Linked DNA regions of Mus musculus: regions 1, 2, 3, 4, 6 and 7 are each linked to region 5. Evidence: chromatin contacts called from public HiChIP or PLAC-seq and promoter capture Hi-C data. All regions are on one chromosome and are shown on one strand. The core of a region is the stretch at or near the end of the contact, and the rest is flanking DNA. Distances in the headings are between cores, read along the strand shown. Region 1 overlaps Gm34301 (a long non-coding RNA gene). Region 2 holds the start of Cybb (cytochrome b-245, beta polypeptide). Region 3 holds the start of Atp6ap2 (ATPase, H+ transporting, lysosomal accessory protein 2). Region 4 has its middle 84 kb from the start of Atp6ap2. Region 5 holds the start of Mid1ip1 (Mid1 interacting protein 1 (gastrulation specific G12-like (zebrafish))). Region 6 has its middle 100 kb from the start of Gm14635. Region 7 holds the start of 1810030O07Rik (RIKEN cDNA 1810030O07 gene).

What was found. Promoter capture Hi-C pulls out the DNA fragments that hold promoters and counts their contacts. HiChIP or PLAC-seq counts read pairs in DNA pulled down with a chosen protein or histone mark.
Region 1: a contact with region 5 is called in an H3K4me3 HiChIP or PLAC-seq map of embryonic forebrain, with 4 times the contacts expected there. The contact joins the enhancer-like site here to the promoter of Mid1ip1 in region 5. A contact is called at or near these places in 10 of 39 promoter capture datasets (the 3T3-L1 cell line, the C10 cell line, the HPC-7 cell line and 6 more), 4 of 484 Hi-C or Micro-C datasets (the N1E-115 cell line, embryonic stem cells, pre-B cells and 1 more), 10 of 115 datasets of contacts at active chromatin or transcription factors (the NIH/3T3 cell line, astrocytes, cardiomyocytes and 7 more) and 1 of 9 other capture datasets (adipose tissue).
Region 2: a contact with region 5 is called in an H3K27ac HiChIP or PLAC-seq map of bone marrow-derived dendritic cells, with 4 times the contacts expected there. The contact joins the promoter of Cybb here to the promoter of Mid1ip1 in region 5. A contact is called at or near these places in 2 of 39 promoter capture datasets (the C10 cell line and pre-B cells) and 1 of 115 datasets of contacts at active chromatin or transcription factors (bone marrow-derived dendritic cells).
Region 3: a promoter capture Hi-C map of erythroid cells shows a contact between it and region 5, with 43 times the contacts expected there. The contact joins the promoter of Atp6ap2 here to the promoter of Mid1ip1 in region 5. A contact is called at or near these places in 2 of 39 promoter capture datasets (erythroid cells and pre-B cells), 1 of 484 Hi-C or Micro-C datasets (CD4 T cells), 2 of 115 datasets of contacts at active chromatin or transcription factors (large pre-B cells and pro-B cells) and 1 of 9 other capture datasets (adipose tissue).
Region 4: a promoter capture Hi-C map of liver shows a contact between it and region 5, with 5 times the contacts expected there. The contact joins the enhancer-like site here to the promoter of Mid1ip1 in region 5. A contact is called at or near these places in 3 of 39 promoter capture datasets (hippocampal neurons and liver), 1 of 484 Hi-C or Micro-C datasets (liver) and 3 of 115 datasets of contacts at active chromatin or transcription factors (embryonic forebrain, large pre-B cells and stem cell-derived neural progenitor cells).
Region 6: a contact with region 5 is called in a promoter capture Hi-C map of 3T3-L1-derived adipocytes, with 8 times the contacts expected there. The contact joins the enhancer-like site here to the promoter of Mid1ip1 in region 5. A contact is called at or near these places in 7 of 39 promoter capture datasets (the 3T3-L1 cell line, 3T3-L1-derived adipocytes, the C10 cell line and 3 more), 1 of 484 Hi-C or Micro-C datasets (the N1E-115 cell line) and 4 of 115 datasets of contacts at active chromatin or transcription factors (astrocytes, embryonic forebrain, embryonic hindbrain and 1 more).
Region 7: a contact with region 5 is called in a promoter capture Hi-C map of pre-B cells, with 8 times the contacts expected there. The contact joins the promoter of 1810030O07Rik here to the promoter of Mid1ip1 in region 5. A contact is called at or near these places in 9 of 39 promoter capture datasets (the 3T3-L1 cell line, the C10 cell line, the HPC-7 cell line and 5 more), 1 of 115 datasets of contacts at active chromatin or transcription factors (astrocytes) and 1 of 9 other capture datasets (liver).

Annotation. Positions count from the first base shown.
Region 1 is chrX:12,004,717-12,008,798 of GRCm38.p6, reverse strand. It overlaps Gm34301 (a long non-coding RNA gene), which reads right to left. Exons shown (of 4, transcript XR_003953093.1): 4 at 4,063-4,082. Among named protein-coding and RNA genes, the nearest start is that of Gm34301, 4.6 kb to the right of the region's middle. Within about 2 kb of position 2,013, at least 320 of the 459 cell types and tissues checked have an H3K27ac peak or open chromatin away from gene starts, as enhancers often do. A contact at or near this core is called in the HPC-7 cell line, the N1E-115 cell line, the NIH/3T3 cell line and 11 more, where this site is marked.
Region 2 is chrX:9,467,248-9,470,956 of GRCm38.p6, reverse strand. Cybb (cytochrome b-245, beta polypeptide) reads left to right here and starts at 1,633. Exons shown (of 13, transcript NM_007807.5): 1 at 1,633-1,751. The coding sequence starts at 1,707.
Region 3 is chrX:12,585,977-12,589,535 of GRCm38.p6, reverse strand. It overlaps Atp6ap2 (ATPase, H+ transporting, lysosomal accessory protein 2), which reads right to left and starts at 1,777. Exons shown (of 9, transcript NM_027439.4): 1 at 1,601-1,777. The coding sequence starts at 1,640.
Region 4 is chrX:12,501,835-12,505,621 of GRCm38.p6, reverse strand. No RefSeq gene overlaps it. Among named protein-coding and RNA genes, the nearest start is that of Atp6ap2, 84 kb to the left of the region's middle. Within about 2 kb of position 2,316, at least 5 of the 459 cell types and tissues checked have an H3K27ac peak or open chromatin away from gene starts, as enhancers often do. A contact at or near this core is called in liver, where this site is marked.
Region 5 is chrX:10,716,104-10,719,641 of GRCm38.p6, reverse strand. It overlaps Mid1ip1 (Mid1 interacting protein 1 (gastrulation specific G12-like (zebrafish))), which reads right to left and starts at 2,277. Exons shown (of 2, transcript NM_026524.4): 1 at 1,938-2,277; 2 at 1-1,655. The coding sequence starts at 1,412. The coding sequence ends at 864.
Region 6 is chrX:12,250,152-12,254,154 of GRCm38.p6, reverse strand. No RefSeq gene overlaps it. Among named protein-coding and RNA genes, the nearest start is that of Gm14635, 100 kb to the left of the region's middle. Within about 2 kb of position 1,829, at least 125 of the 459 cell types and tissues checked have an H3K27ac peak or open chromatin away from gene starts, as enhancers often do. A contact at or near this core is called in 3T3-L1-derived adipocytes and the N1E-115 cell line, where this site is marked.
Region 7 is chrX:12,671,736-12,675,392 of GRCm38.p6, reverse strand. It overlaps 1810030O07Rik (RIKEN cDNA 1810030O07 gene), which reads left to right and starts at 1,754. Exons shown (of 7, transcript NM_175141.6): 1 at 1,754-2,067; 2 at 2,233-2,367. The coding sequence starts at 1,852. It overlaps Med14 (mediator complex subunit 14), which reads left to right. Exons shown (of 31, transcript NM_001048208.1): 31 at 1-22.

The DNA.
Region 1 (4,082 bases), core at 764-3,263, 1.3 Mb before region 5:
GTGAATGCAAAACACTCTCTTCAGCATACTGATGAAGTCAGTAACTGTCTCTGATGTGGAGGCCAGGAGAGTGGAAGGTCGGTGGAAGACAGGCAGACTTCAGTCTGTAGCCACTGGATAGTAGGTTGGCAGGAAGAAGCTGATCTGCTCTTAAATCTGTCAGCAAAGCCGCCTTGTAAAAAACCAAGCCCAAGAGGCAAGCGCAAGAGCATGGGCTGCTCTCTCAGTACCTGTGATCCACCTGGGATCGGAGCACCCCAGGCCCAATTTGTCCCTATCCCAAACAACAGAGGCCAATAAAGGCTTCGGGGAATCTTGAAACTGGGTGGAGAGAGGACCCCTCCCTCACTTCCCAATCTGCTTCACCAATTGCTTTACTCCAAACTGTGGGCTGATTTCCATTAATCACACTTGGCCCTAATTACCCTGGAGCAACCATTCTTCCCCTGGCCTGGAGCTGGAATTTTAAGGGGCTATTGACAAAGCAGGTCCGTGGGTCTAAACAATAGTGGTAGCTTCAGGAAAAGGCTGGGTGAGGTGTCCATCCCCGGTCCTTTCCATCTACACTATGGAAGTTCCAGGCCTGCTGGTGATCTCCCCAGGTAGGAACCTGAGTTCCTCCACTAAATAGATTTTCCTTTTGTTGTCACATTAATTTGCAACTCATTAATAGTGACAGAAGTGAGGTACTGCAACGATGTCATTTGCATATTCATGAGTGACTTATTATTAAACAAATAAGATTTTCCTATCTTCGCAGCACCCAAAGTAAGGCTGAACAGCACATTACACCGGCCCCGTGCTTTATTCTCTCTTTAATATGTTAATAGATGCAGTTGATTTCTTTAAGTAAATACGCATCTATAAAACAACACGTACTTTATAAAAAAGAAATTTAAATAATAATCCATTAGCAAAGTTGGCAACAATTTAAGAGGAACAACCCATTAATACTAACGCGTGGGAATCAATTTGCGAATTTTTAACTCGGGTGGTGGGTTGCGGACGATTGAGGGGGAGGACTGCAAGTGTTGTGTGAGCTTAAAAAAAAAAAAACATTTTAGTGAGTTTCAGGAGACAAGGACTGAGATCCTTTCCATGTTTCGGGTGCCGGCTCCCCGGAGGTGGAAAACTGTCCGAGTCTTCACCTCCACACCTGCCTTTTCCCTGCGTCCTCTGGAGATCCGAGCCGTGGGCTGACATCTAGCACGTGGCTTTCCACCGGGCCCCTAGGCTGCCCAGCAGCACAGAGTTAGGCGGGGTGGGGGTGGGGCAAGGCCTGGCGTCTAAGCGCCTCTCCTCCCGGGGCTGAGGCTGGGGCTCTCCCCTCCTGCCCTCCATCCCTCGACACCGGCTTCATCACAGCCGGTTCTTTCCAGCTAGGGTCAGGGTGGCCTCCCCCCGCGGTGTCGCGGAGCTCAGGGCCAACCGCGCACCCTTATCTCGGCCGAGTCAGACACTCGCCGCGCGGAATCTGTTGACATTTACTATTGTTCGCAGGAGTCCGGAGCGCCGGGCGGGAGCGAGCGGGCGGGCGGGCGGGGCGAGCCGAGGGAGGGCCGCAAGTGGGAGGCCTGCGCTCCACGTGTGTGCGCGCGCGCGCGTGCTCGCCGGGGGGGTGGGGAGGGCCGTCTGCCTGGAAAATAAAAGTGGCCGGCGGGCCCGGAAGCTTCCAAAGCCGGCTGAGCGGCCCACGCCGGGAATTGAAGTGGTGGCGCGCGGGGGTGGGGTGGGGGGAGGTGGGTGCAGGAAGGAAGACTGGGCAAGCGGGCCGTGGGCTCGGCGGGGGAGGGGTGGGGACAGCTCCAGCCGCACGGCCCCCGGTGACCCACAGGACACAAGTGCATTTGTGCCTAGCCGTGGTAGGGATTAAAGTGCCATACGGCCCGAGCGAGGGGGGCGAGGCGGGTAGAAAACAACCAGCGCGCACAAAGCGCGCATTGTTCCAGCCACCTCCATTATGCCGCGCTGCAGCCAAGAGCCTGTTTCGCAACTGCCGTCCCGGCGATTGGGCGCGCGCGCGTACACACACACACACACACACACACACACACACACCTCCCTGACCAAGGCAGGGTGCACTCCATCGGGACTGGGAAGGGCTGCCCGGGTGGGTTGTGAGTAATGGGGACTCGCGGGTATCTTGAAGAGCTCGGCTGAGCTCTTTATCGGTTTTCGTCCTCGTCTTCTCGGCACTTTTCGTTTTTTTCTGGCTCCTGCCCCGAGCGCACCCCGGAGCGAGGAGCTTCCCCTGGGGAGGAGGCGACGGCGGGGGTGTGAAGTGGAGAGGGCGCGCTCTCAACCGCTGTCACCCGCGGATCGCAGCCCCAGGCGCACAGCGCTCGCCTGCTCTGCTGAAGACACGTGCGCAGCAGGAACGGGGACAGCATCCTTGCTTTCCAAGGAGAGGCTCCGGGAGCACCCACTCCAAGGCTTCCTGGCACTCTGGGACTTCCCCCTGTCGGGAGCGGAAGCTGTGGAATCCCGCACAGCGCTGCCTGGCCTGCCCGGGCGTGCGTGCCAAGTGGGCCAGCTCAGTCTCCTTTACACTAACCACACAGGGCCCAGGCCCTGGCCTCCTCTCTCTGTGGCATCAAGCGCCCTGCTTAAGCACGCTGAGAGGGAATTTAAGCCTGGGCAGCAACAGAAGAAGGTTCCCTTCTCCTTTGGGTGCAGAGTAGGGGGAGGACTAGAAGCCACCCCACTTTCCAGACCCCCTGCTGAGCCCTCTTGGTGGGCAGGTGGGGATCGAAGGCGCCCAGGCTCCGCAAGCTAGCGAAGTCTGGTTTCCTTTACGTTTTACAAGCTATAAATAAACTTCCCCTTGGGCGGATGAGCGCTGCGTCCAAGGGCGGCTTCCCGCCGAATCCGGCGGGCGGTTTACGATCTGGGCCAGGAGCTGGTCTTACGGCGGCCTGAGCCTAGGGTGGGGCGATGGCTCAGGGAAAGCTCAGAGGTCGTCCAGGAGTGGTCGAGTGACCCTCCTCTTCCCTGCGGGGCTGAGGCGCCTCAGCTCTGAGGGCTGGGGGTGGAGCCAGTTGATTTATGAGCCGTCACCCCACCCCGCCCCTCCCGTTTCACTTGTTTTCCTCATCTTCTCTAGCTCAAGCCCTGTTCCCAAAGCCTCACCCCGCAACCCTGCCCAGTGAGGGTTTGGCAACACCGGGCGGCTAGAGCACTGGCCGAGGGGCCCCGGGCGAGGAAGGGGGTGCAAGGGTGTGGGTGAAGCCTTTGGTGTTTTTTCATCCCTCCCACCCCACTCCCGTACCTCCTCCCAGAGCAGGCTAGCCAGCCTAGCCGGACAAAGCTGGGTGGCCAAAAAGCCTGAGAGGCTGAGATAAAGGGCTGGCCTCTAGGGGTGGGAAAATCCCAAGCGTTTGGGGTAGATCCCTGACTTTCTCAAGGTCACCGGGCGGGGGACTGGAACCATTGGCTCATACCAGAGCAGAAGCCATTGCATCAATCAGTTAACACCTTGCAAAGGTCTCCATCTCGCCGCCTCTTTAAGGGTGTTCAGTTTCCCAAGGAAGTACATAAAAGACAGGGCAAGGAAGGCACCGTGGGTCCCAAGACTGCTTTTCGTCATCGAGGGTTTGCTCTGCTTTGATGCTCACACTCACACTGTCTAGGTGGGAGGCCTGGCCTCCAACACACACGTGAGGACGATGTCTGTATGTGGGCCTAGATAGGAAGTGAAGAGTTGGAGGTGACTCAGGTAGTTGGCTACCTTCTTTCCATCTGAGATTTAGGAGAGGTGAGTTGGGAAAGCTCAAGAGAAGGCCCTCCTTAGCCTGGAACAACATCGTCCCTTTGCCCTCTGTTTGTTTAGCGCTTCCACTTAGCCTCCGCAGCTGGTGGCAGAGGGATTCCTGGCAGCATTAATCTCAGGACAGGATCCTAACCTTGATCCCTGGGGACACCCTCTCCCTCTCCATTCTCTGAGCCAAAAGTCACAGCGTACTAGTGCCCTACCACCATCACCTAACCGGACCAGGGGGAAGTTGGGGGGGTCTATAAAAGGGGACCTTTGGCAAGGTCTCCATTGTTCCTCGGGGGCTGGGAAGCTGACTCACTCTGAGCAC
Region 2 (3,709 bases), core at 384-2,883, 1.2 Mb after region 5:
GGCTGCATGGAGCCCTGCAGTGCTGTTGACTATCAGATGCTTCTAACACAGAAGGACTGGCTAGCTGAGGGAAGCTGGATGCCCAGCAGTAATGCAGTCACCTGGTGAATGCCTCTTCAAGCAAAAATCTGCAGAGAGAAACATTGTAGCTTCTCTTTCAGTCCAGTTTCTCGAAGCCAGCCAGAAGCTGTCGATCTAAGCTGGCAGACAAATGTAGCTCTCAATGAAATACATGTGAAGAGGGCAGTGGACAAACAAATCAGGGAGCAAAAGAGCACAAAACCTCCTCACACTCTGGTTTTTGTAAACCCGTTTCTTTGAATCTATTTTGGGGATGAACCGAGGAGGTCAGTTTGCCTTGATGTGGGTTTTACATGTTCTAATTGCAACGGAGAACGTCAGAATACCTTGCTTAACTATCATGCAGTGAAAAAACCTACTAGTTTACTCATTGTCTCAAGCCCAGAGGCTGTCCATGTACTTTGTAGAGAGCAACTGAAAGAGTCTGTGCCTCTTGTTCTTTTGCCATTTTGCCGTCTTCCAGTGATCCAATTTGTTTCTTGAACTTCTCTCTTAGATGTAACGACTGTAGAGCCCTGCTTGTGCAGTCAGTCAACTTTCACCACACCATCAGGTTGCCTTCATAGCCTTCTGTTTCATGTCTTGAAGCCTGAGTACCTGCCAGGAGGTAGTTGTGTTCCATTTGGCTTTAGCATCTACCGTACACTGATGTACCTTCGATCTGACCATGTTTACAAGCTTAGCATATAGAAAGTCTACCTGGGACCGTGATTGTTATCTAAACATTTTGGTATTTCCATTGCTGTAGTCCTATGTGGGGTGTTTAGGGTGGAGGTGACAAATTTAAGCTTGTTTTTGTGTTTCCTGGTATTGTACTTACAAGTGATATCAGTTGTTTGGACTTCAAATAAGCAACTGTATTATTCCTTGGCACTGTAACTGGGTCCAAGTAAATTCACTGTTCTGGGTCTCAGCTTCCTCATTTATAAATGTAATCATAAAATAGAACCTAATCTATAGGAATTGAGTTGTAAGAATCAAATGACTTGATGTATATGTGTGTATGGTTATGTTTCTGTATATATGTATATATATATGTGTGTGTGTGTGTGTATATATATATATATACACACATGATACCATTTTAGGTACCTATATCCATTTTAAGATATAAAATTGGCATCTGATAATCATCCTATAACTAACATCTATCACTCCTTTTTAACTTTACCCAATGAGAATCAGTATTGTTGGAAGAGCCTGTGAGAAGAACATGTGTTTTATCTAGCTAGTTGGATAACTTGAAAGTTCTAACTACATAACTAGTTATTATTAAAAAAAAAGTCACTGTCTAAAATACACCCACAAACTACACAGATAATCTTATGAATAATAAAACAAATTTTAAAACCTGACAAATCGTCTCTGAGTTGTAGCAGTAGCTTTCATTTTCCAGTGTATTTACTTGTGACTGAATCACAAGATCTTTTCTCTTTCTGTAGTTTTTGTGTGGTTTGAAGTTTTAAATTTGTTATGGGAACAGCCTTTCAGTTGGCCAATGATTAGCTAATTTCTGATAATAGAAAAGGAAACCTATTGCCCCAAAGCTGCTGTTTTCATTTCCTCATCAGAAGAAGAAGCACAGTAGAGAAGAGAGGCAGAACCAACACTTAACCTTTGCTAACATGGGGAACTGGGCTGTGAATGAAGGACTCTCCATCTTTGTCATTGTAAGTACCCAAACCAGGTAACATACATTTTTTGATATGTTGGAGTTCTCTTGGAATGTGAACTAGAGCAATGGCTTTTATTATTGTTGTTTGCTTAAGAAATATACTTACTCTGGGAACAAGCATCTGCTTGCAGGTAGATTCGGTTAATTTTCCCATCCCAGGCTTCTTAATCCCAGCACGCCTTTAATCCCAGCACTCGGGAGGCAGAGGCAGGTGGATTTCTGAGTTCAAGGTCAGCCTGGTCTACCAAGTGAGTTCCAGGACAGCCAGGGCTACACAGAGAAACCCTGTCTTGAAAAAACAAAACAAAACAAAACAAAAAAGTTAAAGATACAAAATATGCATCAGCAGCTCTCATTTTCATAGTTTATTTCTGAGTTCCTAAGACTATGAAGTTAGCCAGCATTTACCAGAGTGCATAAAAGATACTTCATACTAAAAATTCTAATTGTGAGAAGTTTTTTCAATTACTCAAGGGTAAGTTTCTTCACTTTTTATGTTAACTGCTTTAAATGGTCAATTAAAACTCTACTGTTTTCTGAATAACATTTATTCTTATGGATTTTGTAGATAGGAAAGTTGGCTCTATTTCAGTCATAACACCAAAATAAAGTTCTCAAGTTTCTTTTTAAAACAAGCACATTTTTTTCCCTGTGCAGTCCAAACTGGAGTAACTTGTGAATTTTACAACAAATGGAGGTAAAAGAATTGAAATAAACTATCTCGTTTCATACCTATGAAGTATCTGTATTATATGTACTTTATACACATATAAAGTATGTATATAATATGCAACCATATATAAGAAGCAATTTTAGAAGGTTCTAATAGCTATTTGATTTCTGTTCTGAACTCTTAAGTTAGTGTTCTCAGAAAAACAATTATGGATGAGTTGAATAGGAAGAAATGTGCTATCTAAATATTGTTGGCTAACAGCTCATGAAACATGATATTAAAAGGTACTTATGAATGGAAGTTTTGTAAGGATTAACCATGTAATTAATGCACAGAGTCAGAGTTCTAAAGAAATTAATAAATTATTGGCATGGTTAAAATTAAAACAACAAATATTTTATTGAAACATTGTTCATGCCAACCCACCATGCTAATGCAATATAGACGCGTGAGGATTGGGAACTCTAGTCTTCCGTCCTTGCTACCACTTTAAGAGCAGGTGACTCAGCTAAGGAACAAGTTGAACTCTAACTTTCATTCGAATTACGGTTTCCTCAGGAAGTGACCTTTTAAATTACCTATGCATATACATGAAAGTAAAACATGGCTTAGCAATCCAGAGTTAGGGAGCACAGCAACGTAATACAACATGGAGTTTCTATAGCAACCTTCTGCGTAAGGAGAGACTGCTAAGAAGCATCCATGGGTATTCAATAGTTAATACTAATAACTAATAATTTACTATTTAAGGAAAAACACCATGAAGCTGAAGTAGAACACTGAGCAGTATCATTCCTTGATAAGTTTGTTGTTGGGATCAATGTGAACTTAAAACCTAGAGCATTTATTTTATTTTTAAATTCCATGACCTTCATCCCCTTGCCCACACTCAATATTCCGTCCTTTAAAAATTAAGGAAAACTTATCCAACAGCAAGCTGTGTGTGCTGCAGGTGACTGTCATCTGTGAGCACAGAGTTCAATTTCCTACAGGTCATGAGACAAGAACAATACCTTATTTCCATCTGCTCTTTACTCCCCAATCACTGTTACCTGTCTGAAGTTAAGATGAAAAGAAGAGGAAAGAGAAAAGAGACAAGAGAGACTGAAATTAATTCAGTATGTTGACCAGGTAGTGAAGCAATCATACAAAACAATGAAGGAAGGTAAAGACAGTTCCAGAAAAGTGTAGAGGCGCTGTAATAGGAAAGAGCTGGCACTGAGCTGGGTGCACCCAGCCCTGTCAGAGTCTGAACTTGGGGAAGTCCTGGCCTTCATTTG
Region 3 (3,559 bases), core at 528-3,027, 1.9 Mb before region 5:
TCTCTCATTGGAATGTGAAACTTACCCATTAGGCTACAGTGGCCAGCAAGGAACTTGTAGGGATCCACCCACCTCCACCTCCCCAGCCCTGAGATTATCAGCACACACGGGTGCTTATTTATACAGGTGCTGGGGTTTAAACTCATGCCCTCATGCTTTTGTGGCAAGCAGTTACCAAAGTACCTTGAAAAATCCCCAAAGTATCTTGATTAAATCAGAATGGCCTTTCCAGAACCAACAACAATGAAGGAGACCCTAACACTTTGGAGGCCTGAAATATATGTTAACTATTAACACAGAGGGCTGGGCACCTCCAGGGCAGAGAAGAGGTTTGGTGCTCAAAACCATTACTAGGTCTTTTTCACTTCAACTGCCATTCCAAAAGTAGGACCAGCATCTCACACAGCACAGGCACAAGGTATCTCTTTGACACAAAACACCCATTCCTCCCCAAGGTGCTCTCCAGTTGATTTTTTTTTTTTTGAGACAGGGTTTCTCTGTGTAGCCCTGGCTGTCCTGGAACTCACTCTGTAGACCAGGCTGGCCTCGAACTCAAGAGATCCACCTGCTTCTGCCTCCCAAGTATTGGGATTAAAAGCATGCACCGCCATGCCTGGCTTCACTTGACTTATTGTATCTTATTGTCTGCAAGCTCAGCGTCTGTCCCACTACTCCCACGTTGCCACACAGCACTCCCTGTGCCACACACACAGAGTGGAAAGGCATCCATCCCCTTCTTGGAAGTCAACTGATCTGTCTGTCTTCAAACCCAGCTTTGATACATATTCCCCTTGTCATGCCCAGCTTTGATACATATTCCCCTTGTCATACCCAGCTTGATTCATACTCTGCAAAATGGGAATACTTTCTTCTAAGGATTACTGTAAACGAAATGCATTACTACATGATACTCAAGCCACAGGCCAAATATTAGCTCATTTCCATTCTTCTTATTCCATGTTAGAGAGCCTAGGTAGGTTCCACTAAGAAAGCTACCATTTATTTGACATGTGATCCTAAAAGCATGACTCATACCCTGCTCTCCAAATCCTTCAAATTGGGAACTGAAATCAATACTAAGAAATTGCGATCATCTTAAGAAATAATCATTATTTAAAAAACGATGACTCAACTTCACATCCTGATATGTATATATGAGGGAGGTAAGGGTTCACCCGTTGTCAATAACAACCATTAGAAATGAAGGTGGAAAAAAGACAGCAGCTAAAAAGCGGCAGCTAAATTGTTAGCTAACCTTTCCTTGGTAGTGGGTTGTGGTTCAACGGTGTATTAAGAAATGCAAACCCATCCTCCAAAGGGCCTTGAACAGGGAAGGAGTGATCAGACAAATGGGAGGACTGGGTCCTAAGCGGCTACGCGCCTTTACCCCCAAAGGCTGATGTCAGCTCCGGAGTCCCCCCAGGTGGCCCTGCTCGTCTCCAGAGACCACAAGGCCGCTCCGCCCGAGCCAGATCAAGGTCCAGAACCCCGAAGAGGGCCGCCAAGCCCAGACCGCCCCCACTGCGGCCCCCGCCAGCAGCCGCTCCCTCCCAGGGTCCCCGCGCCCCCTAGCTTCCCGCAGTGCTTCCCAGCTACTCACCCGCCACCAGAAAGAACAGGAGAACGACCAGCACAGCCATGGTGCCACGGTTGCTGAAGCGGAGATGAGCCACACGAAAAGGGACGCCGGGACTCAAGCGAGCACTGCAGCTCGACCGAGTGACGCGCTCCCGACGGTTCCGATCCCCAAGCCCCTCCCCTTTAGCCGCTCCAAGACAAGGTCTCAGCCAATCGCCAACTACGCCGCTACACGAGCGAGACGTAGCCTGGTCGACGTCAGCAATTGGGGCGGAGGCGAACGTGATGAATGGCATGCTCTGCCAATAGGAGTCAAGAGTTTTAAGAACAGGGCGGTTCTGTCCCGCCGGCCCACAACGACCGGTCACGAGATGAAGGGTAGGGCCCGCGGTTAGAGCAGGTGGCCCCACTGGTTGCAGGTTCTCGAAAGCCCACAGTGAGGCTTACTCCCGGGTGTGGACTCTTTGTCCAACCTCCGGTGACGATTTTCAACCCAGGCTTCGGTCTTTCCCGGTCTTGCACCTCCCGCCCGCTGCGACTGACAGATGGAAAGCGCTGGGCTAGCTCAGGTTTTGCTCTCTGGAGTACACAGACGCTGAGTACCTGAGGGAAGGAAGCCTGGCGCCTAGGGGAACCCCTGTCCATCTAGAAGAGATGCTACTTAAAATATAGGACTCCCGCTTGAATCTGAGTTGCAAAGAGTGATTTTTAGTGTGTCTAAAATATTTGTTTTACTTATTTTTATATATACGAAGTATCCATTGTCTGAAAGTGAAATATAACAGGGTATCCTGTTTTTTGATTTACTGTATTGAACAACTCTGCCTCCAAACACTGCGTACACAAGGAGTGATCCGATAGAATATTAATTATTTCGTTCTGAAATAATTAATATTTTCTAATCTGAATAAGGAGTTCAGGGAGGCTATGTGACGGCTAGACACACTAATTAGACCAAAATCATCCCTTGGCTCATAGCCTCTTACCTATGATGTAAGGCAAGAAGTGACATTGCCCATAATCTGTGGTTAGAAAACAACTTCTCAGTTGATGACCTTGAAAGATGAATATGATTTTAATATGTAAGTGGAGGATGTGGAAAGTGTAAAGAAAGAGTATAGCATATATGGTAGGGAAATGCCTCTTCCGATGAACTTTTAAATGTTTAGTTGGACAAAAGAGATTTTATAGGATAGAAGGATAGAGCTAAAATTTTAGTTCCTTCCTTCCTTCCTTCCTTCCTTCCTTCCTTCCTTCCTTCCTTTATCGTTTGGGGATGGAACTCCAGATCTGTGCACAATCTAGGCAAGTGCTCTACCACTGAGCCATACCTCAGGAAAATAATTTCTTTTAAAAGACCTTGACTTGTACACAGAAGAACTACAATTCATTAAGTACAAGTGGAGGAACCATTGGAAATGGCTGGACAGTGTTCAGTACACAGACGTAAGATAGGTGCCCTTGAGGGGAGATGGCTGTTTTATTCTTGGAACTGACTACGGGAGAACAAAGCGTTGCAGCACCTCCAGCAGTTAGTTCTCCAGGTGAAACTTAGCCAGCCCCAGAACTGGAATCAACCCCTGCCCCCTTACTCAGAAGGCAGTTTCTAGAAATCGCTATGTTTACCAAAGCCACTCAATTTATAAAGCATTCTGGACTTCCTCACTCAACCTCAGAAAGCTCTTAACTCTCAATTTTGTGTTTTTGTCCAACAGAGAATTTGCACACGTGTCTTTAAAGGACTATGAAGGGCTGGTTGTCTTTCTATTAGGAATGTAAAATTATTATATTAGAACCAAAATGTCTAAGGCAGCTAATTTCAAAAGCATAAGCTGTGCCAGGATTACCACAAACATTTTAAAAATTTTTAAAAATTCTTTTTCAAGGGCCAAGGAGTTGGCTCAACTGGTGAAGACACTAGCTGTGTAACACTGAAGATGCAAGTTAGATCCCTGAACCAATCTGGATTTGGTGCTGTGCA
Region 4 (3,787 bases), core at 1,067-3,566, 1.8 Mb before region 5:
GCCTAGACCCAGAAGATAGCATGTCACACACAGCCATCCCAGGAAAAGACCCGAATTCAAACTTCAAAGTATGGCTCCCACCTTGTGGGCATCATTTGGCACCATCACAGAAACTGAAAAGTTCTACATCAAACTATGCTAAGGTGGAGAGTGTACTGGCTGGCTTTGTGTGTCAACTTGACACAAGCTGGAGTTATCACAGAGAAAGGAGCCTCCCTTGAGGGAATGCCACCATGAGATCCAGCTGTAAGGCATTCTCTCAATTAGTGATTAAGGGTGGAGGGTCCATTGTTGGTGGTGCCATCCCTGGGCTGGTAGTCTTGGGTTCTATAAGAAAGCAAGCTGAGCAAGCCAGGGGAAGCAAGCCAGTAAGTAACATCCCTCCATGGCCTCTGCATCAGCTCCTGCTTCCTGACCTGCTTGAGTTCCAGTCCTGACATCCTTTGGTGATGAACAGCAATGTGAAAGTGTAAGCTGAATAAACCCTTTCCTCCCCAACTTGCTTCTTGGTATTGATGTTTGTGCAGGAATAGAAACCCTGACTAAGACAGAGAATGTGTATAATATGCAGAGGTGTGTGTGTGTGTTTCAGTGAGAGAGACAGAGTAAGAGAAAGAGCCCATCCATGCAGAGTAGCTGTATTTTGGACTCTAGTCCAAAGCCTAGGAAGTAGATGTAAATTTAGAGTATGCACCCTGGAGTTATTGAGGCTCACAAGTTTCTCTCCAGTTGCTAGCAGTGTCCTTCTGGATCGCCTCCCTCTTCCCACTTCCTACCCTCATTTTTTGCCTTGACAATAACCAGGAAAGGGAGGCTGTCTTAGTTACAGTTTCTATTACTGTGATAAAACTCCATGATCTCTTTTTCTCACAGCTTGTAGTTCATCACTGAAGGAAGTAAGGGCAGGAAATCCAACAGGGCAGGAACCTGGAGGCAGGAGCTGATGCACAGGCCATGCGGGAATGCTGCTTACTGGCTTGCTCCCCATGGTTTGCTCAGCCTGCTTTCTTATACCACCCAGGACCACCCGCCCAGGGCTAGAACAGCCCACTGTGGGCTGGGTCCTCCCCCATCAATCATCAGTCTGGATGAAGGCATTTTCTCAATTGAAGTTCCTCTGCCTGAATAATTTTAGCTTGTTTAGTTTAGTTGACTAAACTTTAACCAGTACAGAGGTCAGTGTCAGCATGTCTCTGAACGTTAGTCAAGCATCAAGGTGTGGGGCAACCAAATGGTTGCATTCAGGGAGGGGTAAGCCATACTTGCCTGAGTAATGGTTAAGGAGTCAGAATCTTCCTTGTAGTTTCCCTGGCTCTGGAGCCTGCAGACTTCCCTAGGGAGCCAGTGGAGTCCCACAAGAGCAGTCATTGATCAAGAGCCTAAGGAGTTGGGGACTAATGACTTGGATGCTGTCCCCCATGAGGGGGAGGACTTCTAAAACAAGGCTTTTGACTCTTTGAATGTCACATTATACACTTCAATCCCACTTGCCACTCTCTCTCCTCACATGTTCCCCCCACCATTGCAACCTTCCCCCCAACAGAGGGAAAACCAATTCACGGAAGCTGTAGTGTATCGGTGTGTTCCACAGTTTACCCTTTTGTCCACACAACTTTACTTGCAAATGTTCATTGCAATGAGTTGTTGGTCTGGTCTGAGGTCTCTGGCTTCTGCTACTCTTTTAATACTGGATCTTCCCAGGGACTCCTTTCAGAGACCCTGTTGTTGTTGCCCTGTGTCACTGAGATCCTATCATTTTGGATCTGTTCATACACTCCAGAAGTTCGTTGATGAGATAGATGTTGGGGTGGGGCCAATTCACAGCCCTGGATCTGGGCCTGAGATGTATCAGAGATGGTCAGCCTGCCAGCTCTTGCTCTGGCTGGGCCATCCAATGCTGCCACCAGCAATGGGCAGAGCCAGTTCTTCTGCTTTCATGTCACCATGCTCAGCTCTACTGTGCTGCCTAGGCCAGGTGCAGGGCCTGAGGACTGCAGCAGGTGAGGGGCAGGGCTAGTCCTCCTACTCTCAGGACCCTGGAGCCAGCTCTCCTGCCTGCCATAGGTACTGAGGGACAAGGGAGGGAAGGCGGGCATCTTTCCCTCATCAGCACCATTACACAGAAGACAAGAGACAGGGTCAGCTCACCCGCGGTCCACATATCAAGGGCCAGCTCTACTGTTACCCAGGTAAGGTGCAGGGCCTGTCTCCTGAGTGCTGCCATAGGTGAGTGGCAGGGACAGCTCTCCAGCCCGGTGTAGGTGGCAAGGGCAGGGGGTGAGAAGGGCATCTCTCCCTCACCTATGTTACCACATGGCAGCCAAGTTTCGGGGCCAGCTCTCCCACGCTCATACCCTGGCTCACCTGTGTCCCTACCACCTGTGCTGCCCGGGTGAGGTGCAAGGTCCAGTCTGAGGTTTGAGGTCCTCCATGACTCACAGAGGTGGCCAGAAGACAGCCTTAGCTGTCATCTCTCAGTCATGGTTTGCCTTGTATTTTGAGACAGTCTCTCACTGGCCTGAAGCTCACCAAGTAGTCTAAGCTGGCTGGCTAGGCAGCCCCAGGGAGCTGACTGTCTTGTCTTCTCAGCACTGGAATTACCAGTACATGCCATGACTCCTGGCTTTTTAAAAGTGTGGGTTCTAGGAGATCAAACGCAGTTCCTTATGCCTGTAGGATAAGCACTTTACCACAAGAATTTCTACCCCAGCCGGTAACCGTTCCTTTGTTGACTGATTCCCCATGCCCTGTCTCTCCTTGTGCACCTTACTTTATTCCTAGGCTCCCCGTTCAAATACTGTTTGTGTGTTTTTCATGTTCTTATTTCTGGGGCTACTTTAGGTAAGGATGTGGGGGGACTCAGGTATTCAGAACACCTCTTATGTAACAGATGAGTCAGGACAAAAAAAGCCCAGGCCCAGGGGATTGTCTCAGTCCCCATGTCTTGCCCCTCTCCCCCAGGCCCCTCCTTCGGGAGGCAGCTGGCCCAGTTAAAGCATATTTCAGTTCCAAAAGAACTTTTGTCCTGCCTGGGGCTGAATGGCTAAGATCAATACTGGATGAGTGTCAGCGAGACATTGTAGTGACAGATCCCAAGCCACATCCACCAATATAGCCTTCTGTGTAATAAAGGACATTTTGAGTTCCAACTTTCAGACATCTCTGTCAGTTCCTCAATTGCTCGGAGAGGGGATGAAAGGATGTTATTTATCGACTCTCCTAAAACCCCTGATGCTTATCACTATATCCCTAGAACCTAAATGTGCCAGGGACAGATGTAGGGGTTCATTCATATTTGTTAAATGGAGGGAAACGTTGACAGCAAAATTCAAACCCATGTCTGTCTTTCTCCCAAGCCGGAGAATTTCTCCAAGCCTTTCCTAGAGGAGAAGACTGAAGCGAGACTGGGCCAGGGCTGGGCCAGGAGTTGTAGTAAGGCCCTTGGGTGGCTGTCTTTGCTTCCCTTCTGCAAAAAAACGCTCTGCCTGCCAAGTCCAGGAACAAGGTAAAGGTCAGAGAGTTGTGCCCTGGGGAAGCTGGGGCATGGTTGGGGTTGTACAGATCTGCCTGTGTTCTACTGCAGGCCTCTTCTAGCCACAGCACCGTGTGTTTTGACTGAGCAACCCTGTCTGCCTCTTGGGAAGACTAATACCAGTTTAGCAAATTACAGCTTCCTTACCACCTCCCACTCCTGGGAGAGGAGGAGCCGGGGAAACGGGAAATACAAACACACTCAAGCTCAGTGTCCAGGCTTGGTCATAGTGGGGACAGCTGGGCTCAACGCCAC
Region 5 (3,538 bases), core at 1,028-3,527:
AAAAAGTTTTAAATAAACAAGACATATAACAACAGTGGAGCCCTTCATCATTCTCCATACGATACAGATATAATGTCAGCTGGTTCCACTTTAGATAAATCCACTTTCTCATAATAATGTTAATTATTTTCGCTAGCCGAGTGGCAAGCTTCATCCTAGCTGGCACATCGCCAGTTTACACACACGGGCGGGGGAGGGGTGGCGTGAAAGGGATAGGGTGCCACAGGACTACTGTACAGTGTAACAGAAAATCATTAATAAAGTAGTACCGGTTACCAACAGTGCTGTTTGTGCGCTTATCACAATGGAATCGACGAAGTTTCAAAGCAAAGAGATCTGAAAGACTTAAGACAGGGTCACTGTTACAAAAAGAAATAGTGCAAACAGGAAAACTGACGCAATCCTAGCAACGCCAAGGCCTCCTCTGGCAGCTCAAGGCAGGGCAGCAGGAGGCTGAGCCCCGCCTCCCCCAAGCACCCGGCTAGAAGCTGCCCTCCCATGTGTGGCAACCCAGCACTGTGCCCTGGCATGGCCCTTTCTCAGGCCCTTCTCTTCCGGAAAGAAAAACAGAAAAGAAACCCCAAGAAAGGCACAGGCTGAATGAAGGACATCGGCCCAGTTCCATTCCCACCAACACAGAGTAGGCCCCCTCCGGGGGTCTTTGAACCCCCCTCTCTGGCGACTACTTTCCTCTGCTCTCGCGATGAGGCCCTCTTCTCCACACTAACCCCACCAAGTACACAGCCCAACTTTACAGTGTGCCCTTCGCGCCCCACAACCAGGAAGAAAATAGCTTGGAGGAAAGAGAGGGGTGGTAGAGCCGACCCGAGAGAGGGTGCTGGGCAGCGGGGACAGCCCCCGCCTCAGTGGCCCCAATTACTGAAGCCGATCTCCTGCTTGTATCTATTGGTGAGGATGTTGGCTTTTCGGGTGAGTTTGGAGAGCACGGTGTGCAGCCCGCGCAGGTGGTAGTGGAACTGCTGCTCCAGATCTTCCTCGCCCGCATCCGCGCTCTCCAAGTGACTCAGGCCCACCAGGATGTCCTTGGGCTTCCAGGTGCTCTCCTCGCTCCCGGCCGGCGGAGACGAAGGCTGGTGCAGGACTCCCCACTCGATATCATTGCGGATGGACTTGAGCAGCACGTAGTGGCTGTACATGTCCCGGGAGGGCGCGAAAAAGCTTTCATTGGCGCTGCCCGGGCTTGGGGCCGGGGTCGTGCGCTCCTCCAGGCAGCCGCCACTGCCGCCTACCTCCACGCTGACCTCGTCTATCTCCGGCTCGGACAGGGGTACGTCGCGCAGCAGACTGGGCACCATCACCGTCTGGTCCATGTTGTTCACCGCGCCAATGAAGCGATTCATGGCGTTAAAGAGCGAGTGCTTCTGGTTATATGTGTCGCAGATTTGCATCATGGTGGCCGAGCGGGCGCGGAAACACAGGGACGCTGGTACACGGAGATAGACCGCTGGCGATGCCGCCTTCAAGCGCTCTCAGAGGCTGATGCCGGGAGCCTGCTTGAAGCCGGTGTGACGGGATTCCCAGATCCTTCTCCGCCCTCTCTAACTTGCTTCTTTCTCAGCTCAGCCCTTCGTGAGGCCCGGCTGCTCTTATCTTTGGCTCAGGATTGACGGTGGGTGGCTGGGTCTAGCCTTTTTCTGCTTGGGAGACAGAGACGAAAAGAACAAATTACCCACCCGGTTAGGATGCCCGGCATCCGGTCCGCGCGATGCTCCCACCCTGACCAAGGCTGGCCAGAGAAGGCACAAGGGTGGTTCCTTGGGACCAGCCGGTATCACCTCCTCCAATACTAGCAGAAGACCTTTGAAAAAAAAGGAGAAAAAAATCTCCCCCATCCCGGACTCTCTGGTTTCTCCCTTCTAAAACCTAAGCGAAAGCAACCATATTAGCCCGGGCTGCCAAAGGGCGGGGACACCCACCTCTTGCACTGCGAAATCCCCTGGTTCTCAGTGCTTGCGTTGCGGACGGTGGCTGCCCAAGGGCGCTGCTGCGGTCACTGATCGGACTGTGAGTAAGGGCGACTGTGGTTGCTCCGGCCCCCTGCCCATTCCAGGTGCTCAATTTATAGTCCGGGAAAGGTGTCCCAGGCGCCCAGGACCACCCCTGATGTCTCCTCCTCCTACCTCCTCCAGCAGCACAGATAAAAGGTCCCAGCCCTGACCGCGAGTAACACTCGCCCAACCCTTTCTACCGCGGGGGCGGGGCACGCCGGGTGGCTCCGCCTCTCGCCTGATACCCGGGCTAAGGCAGGGCGGCCCAGCAGGGCAAGGCAGGGTAGGGCTGGGAGGATGGAGCGGCCGCACCCCAGCACCAAACCCAGAACAAGCTGTTTGGGGGAGGGAGGGCGAGGCACTGAGCCCAAGGAGCCGCCGTCCAAACCAGAGGGCGGACTGGCGCGCGCGGGCTGGGCGGGCTTGGCGCGCACTCTCCGGGTGGGATGACCGGAATGCTTGTGTGTCCGGGTTGCAAAAGAGCCCCTCAATCCTGAACCTAGAGTGACTGCAGTCCGGAAATTTAGCCTCGATTTATTATTAGACGTCGGGTAAGAGGGATTCACAGCTGCCCTGACTCCATACTTGGGAATCTTATGTAAGAAGAGTTAGCAGGACATGCCGGATGCACGTGGACATGGGGTGCTCCCTCCACGGCCCAGGTCGTGGTCAGCTGCAGGGGGATGGGAACACTGAGGCATTTGCTTCCCTCCTGGCGGGGTCTTTCCTACTACTGCTGCCAGGTATGAAGAGCACCCTGGTCATCTGATCTATAGTTTTGTGTCCCCCACCAAGAGATAAGAGCATGGCAATGGAGTGTGAACTTGGGCCTTGTGGCCCTTTTGGCTATCAAAAAGACTAGGAGAAGGTGGCAGAAGTTAGGACTGGTGTTGGGTATATCTTATCATTTAAAGAAAAAAAATGGGAGTATACCCAATAACTTTCTGGAGTGTGTGTCAAGTGCTCCTTTCAAAAGATAGTTCTTAAGCAAGGGTTACTTAATAAGCCTAAGCTGTGTACCATAGCCCTGGATCTACCTTTCAAGTTTTACACTTGAAACTCCTCTTTCAGGTTCCCAGCCCTGAGCCCATACTCATTTCCCATCTCATTTCCTTTGCCACATCCCTCAACCTCCAGTCAGCTCTTCCATTCCTCCAGATAAGATGACTCAGGCTTCTAATTTTAAATTTCTTCCCACTAAAGTCTTCGGGGGGAAGTTTTAGTATGGCATTCCCCTGCAAGACAAAAAAGCGCCCCAAACAAGGAGAGACACTTATGCATGTGGGTTTGTTTGTTTGTTTGTTTTTTCTTGAAGGACTGGTACTGTCTACCGAAAATCATGTCTCTTTTCAATTTTGAAGGGAACAAGAGCTGATAACAGACAGAAAAGTCATTGGTAACTCTAGAACCCAGACTGGCAAATCTCCATCTCCCTCTGGTTTACTGGTTCTAGATCATAACCCATGCTTCCAATGCTTTCTTATGTATGTATGTATGTATGTATGTATGTATGTATGTATGTATGTATG
Region 6 (4,003 bases), core at 580-3,079, 1.5 Mb before region 5:
TTTTTCGAGACAGGGTTTCTCTGTGTAGCCCTGGCTGTCCTGGAACTCACTCTGTAGACCAGGCTGGCCTCGAACTCATAAATCTGCCTGCCTCTGCCTCCCGAGTGCTGGGATTAAAGGCGTGTGACACCATGGCCCGGCTCCATTTCCCTTCTTAATTCTAAAAATTGCATTTATGGGAGCTGGAGAGATGGCTGTCTGCTCTTCCAGAGGACCCAGGGTTCAAGTCACAACACCCACATGGCAGCTTACAACTATCTGTAATTCCATTCCCAAGGGATGGAACACCCTCTGGTCACCTCATACGCAGGCAAAACACCCATGCATATAATGTAAATGACATATAAATGTTATATGTATGTTTGTGCTCACGTGCCCCGGCAGTCAGGAGATAACCTGTGGAAGATGATTTTCCCCCTCCACCATGGGAGTCCCGTGCGTGGAAAGAACTCAGGTCCTCAGACTCGGTGGTGGCAAGCATCTTTCCTCTTTCTTTCTTTCTTTCTTTCTTTCTTTCTCTCTCTCTCTCTCTCTCTCTTCTTGACAGCTGCTGGAGCATCCACTAAGTTGGGGTACTGACATGTCGCCTTAGATTAATGAAAACCCAGCCTCCCCTAGGTTTGTAATCACAAAAGCCTTTTCAGAGGTCCTGGATCTCAGGGCCCTGATTATCAGAGGGATCCTGGAACCACACTGTGGGCACTACTGACCTAGATAACCAGGACACACAGCCTTCCCTCCAAGAATCTAGCTCTAGATCCTCCCCCACTTCTATTTTCCTGTTTGAGATCTTTGTTATTTGTTTAATGATTGGATTGTGACTGATGCCACCCAGGAGGCATTGTCCCCAGTTAGAAGGCATGATGAACAAGTCCCCAATCTTGCCTGTGTGGTCTCCAAGATATTAAACAAAAGGGGGAGGGTGCCCACCTTGAAGATCTATGGTGAAAGCTGAGCTCTCTTTGGGGTGAGGAGGCTGGAGGACCTTGTTCTATCAAGGAGAGATTCTGGTGTTCCTGTCAAGTCTGTGAGGAATATTCGGGGATTTCCCCCTCTCTGTCCCTTTCCTGCACCACCAACCACCTCTCTCCCCACCCCTCCTGTGTCACCTCCACACTGCCCTCCACCCCCACCCCCACTCCCCGTGGAAAGTTTACACTGTTTTCAGCCAGGAGAATTGTCCCTGACTAGTTCGTCAGAGAAACGCACGCAGCTGTAGCAAAGACTAAAAATAGTCTCCTCCGTGACCAGTGTCTTCCCACGTCCTTTTCTCCACGCTTGCCTCCTTCTCAGTCCCCACCTTCAGCGGAGGCAGGAAGGTCCTGGGAGGGTGTGAGCCCGCTGGGACCTGCCAGACTCCCTAGTCTCCCCTCCCAAGCAGCACGAGTGTCCGATTCTATTTTGCAGTGACCTCCGCCTTGCCACGCCCAATTCCAGAGAACCCGTATCTCCTCAGCGGGTGGAAGGCTAGCCCGCTTGGGCTGCAGATTTTTCCGGCACTTTAAAGGTTAAACGGGAAGCCTGGGGTGGGAGGAAGAGCCGTCCGGTGCTATGCGCGCAGGCTCCAGGCGGTGTCCCCAGCGTCGCTCTTTCTCCTTGAGGCCAAAGATGGAATCCGAATGCGAAGGTTCGTCTTTCCAGTTAGCTGTGTTGAGCCACCCAGCCAGCAGCGGCTCAGCTCGCCAGAGCCAAAGCGTTGTCTCGCTTGCCTTCCGGGAGGTGGCTTTTTTTTTTTTTTTTTTTTTTCTCAAGCGCGACCTGGGAGTTCGATGTGTGGCCAGGACCTGCCTGGCCTCTCTTTGCCCTGGTATCCTGGGACATGCGCCTGACAAGACCCGCCACCTCCTGCATTTCAGGGGTAGCTTGTGGTGTCCAGTGACCTTTGCCACTGTGTACTGCTGCAGTTTCGAAACAGCAAAAAAAAAAAAAAAAAAAAAAAAAAAAAAAGGAACTTTGCCAAACCACACAAAACTTCAAACCGCACCAGCTCCAACTGGGCACGCCCGGAGAAAGCTGCCTTTATCTGCCCCCTCTCTCCTCCTCTGGTCTCACAGTTGACTGGGGCTGGTGAAAGCCACTGGAACACTTTATCCCTCCCACTCATCTTCCAGCCCCGCGAAGATCCTGGATTGTTCTGGAAGCCAAGCCCAATCCGGCTTCCACCCAGCTGGGGGATCTGAGAGCCACCTGCCAGGCCCGTCACTTCACAATGAGTTTCCATTGTGTGGAAGAAAGCTGGGTGGATTCGAGCCAGCCGAGAGGGAGAAGAGTTGAAAGGTTTGGGTCCAAGAGAGTAGTGAAGGGGAGAGTTGAAAGATTTGAGCCTTGAGGGGAAGGAGCAATCTGTCCAGAGCTTGGTGGGGCTCGAAGACTCCACACAGCTCTGTTTTTCTCTGACCCTAAAGACTTTCTGCTCCTCCCTCAGTGGCTAGCAGAGCCCCCAGAGCCCCTGGGCTGAGACTGCGGCTCCAAACCTACCATTGGGTTTTGAAATCCACCACACACACACACACACACACACACACACACACACACAACCCCCGGGTAATTCCGGGACAAAATTGCCTTTCTTTCCAGGTTTTTCTCTGGAAACTTTGGTTTAGTTCCCTTAAGACCAGAGTCTCAAGTAGCCCAGCCTAGCCTCAAATATGGCTACTATTCAGATTACAGGCAAAATACCACAGGCTAGCTTCTCTGAAAACTCTTAAATGCCCATCCCACAGCAGTGAGCATGTTCGTCATTCCCCAGAGAAAGAGATCTGTCTTCAGGTCGATCTTCAAACTTGCTGGCAGAGGGACAGAAGAGAAGGCTTCACAAATATAACCAATTAATAGGGAGGTAGTAATCCTAGTGTCCATGGTGGGCACGGGGCTGGGAGTGGCCTTTGGCAGCTGACTTTCTCTCTTCCCAGGTGTTTGTGGCACCTCTGTGGTGCCAGTCATCACTCTGCAAAGAGGTGGGATTCTCGCTCCCAAACAAGCAAACACCAGTTCAGCCTTGAGGACGCAGATGACCCACAGGAATAATCGGAAGTCTCTCAGGCTGCTTTCTGCCCCAGTAACTCTATGTAAAACTAGGACTAGGAGCTGGTAAAATGTGAGGTGGCTTCCACTCACAGCTAGTCCTGGGTGCAAACGGACATACCCTTTCTTGGAAACTGCCAGCAGTCTGCAAGGGCCTTATAAACAGTGTACTAGGCAGCGCCCACTAGCCCACAGCATTCCATCAACACCCGGCCCACAAGCGTGGAGTGTCATCAACTCCCGCAGCTAGAATCCAATTGCAGGGAACAGAGAATGTTTCCAGCTATTTTAAGCAAGAATAGGAAATTACTCCAGGAAATTAGGTGCTCACAAAATTCCTGGAAGGCCCGAGAGGAACAGTCTCTGAACTCACAAGACACTACCATTGAATTGGTCCCCAAGATTGCCGCCCTCTCTGCCACTAGCAGGAAAGTGAGAAGCAGGGGAGTTGGGGGGTGGGGTGGGGGCGGGAGCTGCACTGATTGCAGATTGCAGCTGAGATCTAATGATTAGGATCCCATGCCACCACGGCCTTTCTCAAGAGCCACAAGAGCCTGTGCCTCTACCCACAAGAATCAGCGGCTGAGCAATTGCCAAAATATTGTCACACATAACCCCACATACCCTCCCCCTACCCCCAACCACACAGTGTGTCCAGCGACTGCAGCCAGAGCCGAAGACAGTCTGCTTCATGCCTTCCTTCCAAACCTCACACAAATGTATCTAATTGTCAAAATTGAATTCTCATCCGCAGCCCCAGCTGCAAAGGTGTCTGGGAGATGTAGTTTTTAGATTTCCATCCTTCGGAGTAAGAAGGCTTCATAGCACAGGGTTAGAAAGGAGGTGGAGGACCTGATACCACACCTCCATTTTACAGCTAAGGAAGCTGAGGTCCCAAGGAGTTAAGGAATGCACCAGGGTCACATGGCTGGTGAACAGGGTCTTTCAGTTTCTACACTACAAACCCCATACTCTTGTG
Region 7 (3,657 bases), core at 505-3,004, 2.0 Mb before region 5:
AATTTATACAAGTTTCAGAGAACTACCAACTCTCTTTGGTGAAGATGTTTTGGGTTGTAATCCTGGCTTAGTATTAGTTCAACCCTGAAAGAAGACATCAGTCCTGATTCACCCTTTTCCCTTTTACATCTACAAAAATTTCATTTCAAAAAGTATAAAAGGACTTTTCACGTTAAGAGAAAAGGGGGAATGTCATCAAAAATAAGGCCACTTAGTAACTGCAGGGACTGACTGTTGTTTGACAGTTAACGGACTTAAGGATAGGCATACATGGTTTTTCTGCCATGTTTTTCCCCTCCAAGAGAAATTCCAATTAAGCTTTTTCTTTCTTTTTTTAAACAAGACAGGGTCTTGCCATGTAGCCCAGGCTGACCTTGAACCTCCTAAGTCCAAGTGACCCACTTCTGAGTACCAGGAAAACAGGGCTGTTCCCTACTCCCAGGCCCCCCTTTCAGTTGTTCTTGATACAAAGTTCATACTTACAGAAAATGTTTTAGTCAGAAAAAGGAAAGTCCTAATGTAGACTTCATTCAGAGGTGGGTTTTTTTTGGAATTTTTGATTTGATTTGATTTGATTTGATTTGATGGGAATAGGGTATTTCCCATCATTTGCTTTGAATGGGTCTAATGTTGAGGTTAGTAAGACAAAATTGGTATATACTTTATTAAAGTATTACAGAGCCTGCCTACACTGACTGTACTTTGAGTCTTCAGATCATCACATCTGGTCTCTATTTTTTATAAATTGTCCCCACTTCCAACTGGCCAGTGGTTTGATAAAATGTCCAATAATGTAAACAGTGGATGAAAGAGCATATTTGCGTCAATATAAAATAAGTTAGCATTTACTCAAAGCTTAATGTGTGCCAGGCATCATTGTAAGTGTTCCCATCTGTATAAATGCTCCTCACCACACTGTGAGGTAAGTATTAATAACCTCCTCTTACAGATGATAAACCGAGTTACAAAGAAGGAAATAACGTCTTAATAATATTAAAATTAGGATCAGCCAAGATCAAAACACAAAAAATTGAGAGTTTGAGCCCAGAGCTAGTGGTCCTTACCATTGCCTGTGCAAGGCTTCTCTGTTTACAGTGTTCCTTCCGACTCTTTTGATTCCATACCACTTCAATATGTTTGCCAAGGTCAAAAAACCTCACTCAAAGCATCTAAAACATGTTTTCTCACTTGATGTTGACAATCTAATGCATTCTGGTCTGTGTAGCATATGGCTTCCCTGTGCAGCTGAAATAACCCTTTTCTGAGCTGTCCAAATCCAGGAAGTACATTATCCCTTTTGCTTCTTCCTGCCAGGTACTCTAGTTAAGGAGTTTCTGGTCCTAGTGTCACTTTAACATATGTACTGGGGAGCATGGCACACAATACAATAGGCCCCCTGCTTCAGGTGAGGGTAAGCATGTTATTGATACCCCGAATTTGCTGTTCAGTGGGTTTAGGGATGAGTTAATTTTGTAGAATTGCACAATGCAAGGAACATGTCATTCGAGAAACACACCTTGAGCATTCCTCTTTACAATAAAAAGGTCAGCACATCAGGAGGGGATCAGGTTGGTTAGAGGGTTGGCAGGGTATTCAGGAATAAAAATTAAAGCTTTAAAAGGATTAGTCTAAATGTTCCATGTCCACAAACCAAAGCGGTTCCTTTAAGCGGGGGTGGAGCTGCCACTTCCTGGAGCGGAAACAGTGGCCAGCCTCTAGCCTCTGAAGTGTACACCGCACAGTGACGCTAAACGTCTGGACGTTTTGGGGGTTGGGCTACGCCTGCGCTGCGTGGGAGCATCCCAGGGTGCTGCGCGTGCTTACCGCCGGCCCCGCCTTCAGGAGTAAGACATGGTGGTGTCGGAGCTGGCAGCCCGCCTCAATTGCGCCGAGTACAAAAACTGGGTGAAAGCAGGACACTGCCTGCTGCTGCTGCGCAGCTGCCTGCAAGGTTTCATAGACCGTGAAGTGCTCTCCTTTCACCGTGGACTGCTGGCTGCAGTCCCTGGCCTTGGACCCCATGCTACCTGCCGCGGCGGTTCCCGGTGCAGCCCGCGCGCTCGCCAGGTGAGCTGCTGACCCCGAACTCGGGCGCGTCTCCACAGCTTGTCCCCCTATTCCGTATGCTTGCAGTCTTTTTCCTTCCCGGGGCGGGACTGCTTCCTACTTCCGGGGTGTTCCTGTTTTGCTGCCCCGCCCACCCCAGTCCCTCCTCACCTCTGCCCTCTGTAGTTTCAGCCTCAGTGTCAGGTATGCGCAGAGTGGAAACACGAGATCTTGAGGCATCACATCAACAGAAATGGAGACGTGCACTGGGGAAATTGCAAGCCAGGCCTCTGGCCCAAAGACCCTTGGGAGGTAGCCAAGGTAAGTACTTGTAGCCTGGAGGAAAGCATATGAAGTTGCTCCTGGTGCCCCAGGGTGGAGGGTGGGTTTTGAGTGCAAGCTGGGACTTCAGAAAGTACAGAAATACTAGAAGATAGGTTGGTTCTCTGGGGTCTAGTGGCGTAGTGGTGAGGGGATACTAGAGTGGACCCATCTAAGCTCAGTAAAATAAACGCCTCTGTTTCTTCGCTTCCTGCAGGCACTTGAGTTTTATTGTAAGACGCTGTCTTAAAATAAGGGGAAAAACAATACAGGCTGAGAGACATGGAAGAACAGTTAAGGTTTACTTTACAGCAGACTTTAAAAAAAGGCTTACTTTTGCTGTGGCGTGCGTGCCAAGAGGATGCTTAGCTAAGGTATACATTTTTAGAAGGTAGAAATATTAGTTATGAGGTAGGGGTTGTTAGGCCTGTGTTTAGATTTTGTCACTGTGACTTAATGCCTAGTCTGATTGGGAATTTGCTTGGATTTCTTGATGTTGCCTGGAAGCTGTGTAGTGAGTGGAGGGAGGTGTCAGAAGTAGCTTCCAAATGCAAATTGACAAATTGCTTTACTATTATCTTGGTTTGTGCTAGCTAGTTTTCCGTCAGTTTGACACACCTGGCTTAAAACCACCTGGGAAGGAGGGAATCCAAATAAAGAAGACGCCGCCACAAGATCAGCTTGGAAGGGAACCCACTGCTGTCACTTCATTCTTGACTGAGCCTTAATGCCTCTCTCTGCACTTTGGTTCCTGGAGCTATCTGTTCCTGCCTTCCCTCCCCAAGCTCTTCTTCCCATTTCCCCTCCTTCACCCCAGCTCATGCTTCATGGAGTTGATGGAACCCCAGACACTGAGTTCCTTGTCCTTTCATTGAACCTATAACTCTGCATGTGTGTGTGTTTCTTCTTTTTGCTACAAAGTGACTTCCCATTTGCCCTGTCCCTCCACTTATATGTCGAATCTCATCCCTTAAATCTTTAGCTGTCCACTCTTCTGTTTCCTGGCTTATTCCCATCACCGTACGAATAGCTTTACCATTATCTTAGTTTGTGCTAGCTAGCTTTCTGTCAACTTGACACAAGCTAAAACATCTGGAGAGGAGGGAACCCAAATAAAGAAAATACCTCCACAAGGTCCCATTGCTAGCAAGCCGGTAGGACATTTTCTTTGATTGATATGAGGAGTGCCCAGCCTGTTGTGGGTGGTGCCATCCCTAGGCTGGTGGTCCTGGGTTCTATAAGAAAGCAGGCTGAGCAAGCCAGTAAGCAGCACCTTTCCATGGCCTCTGC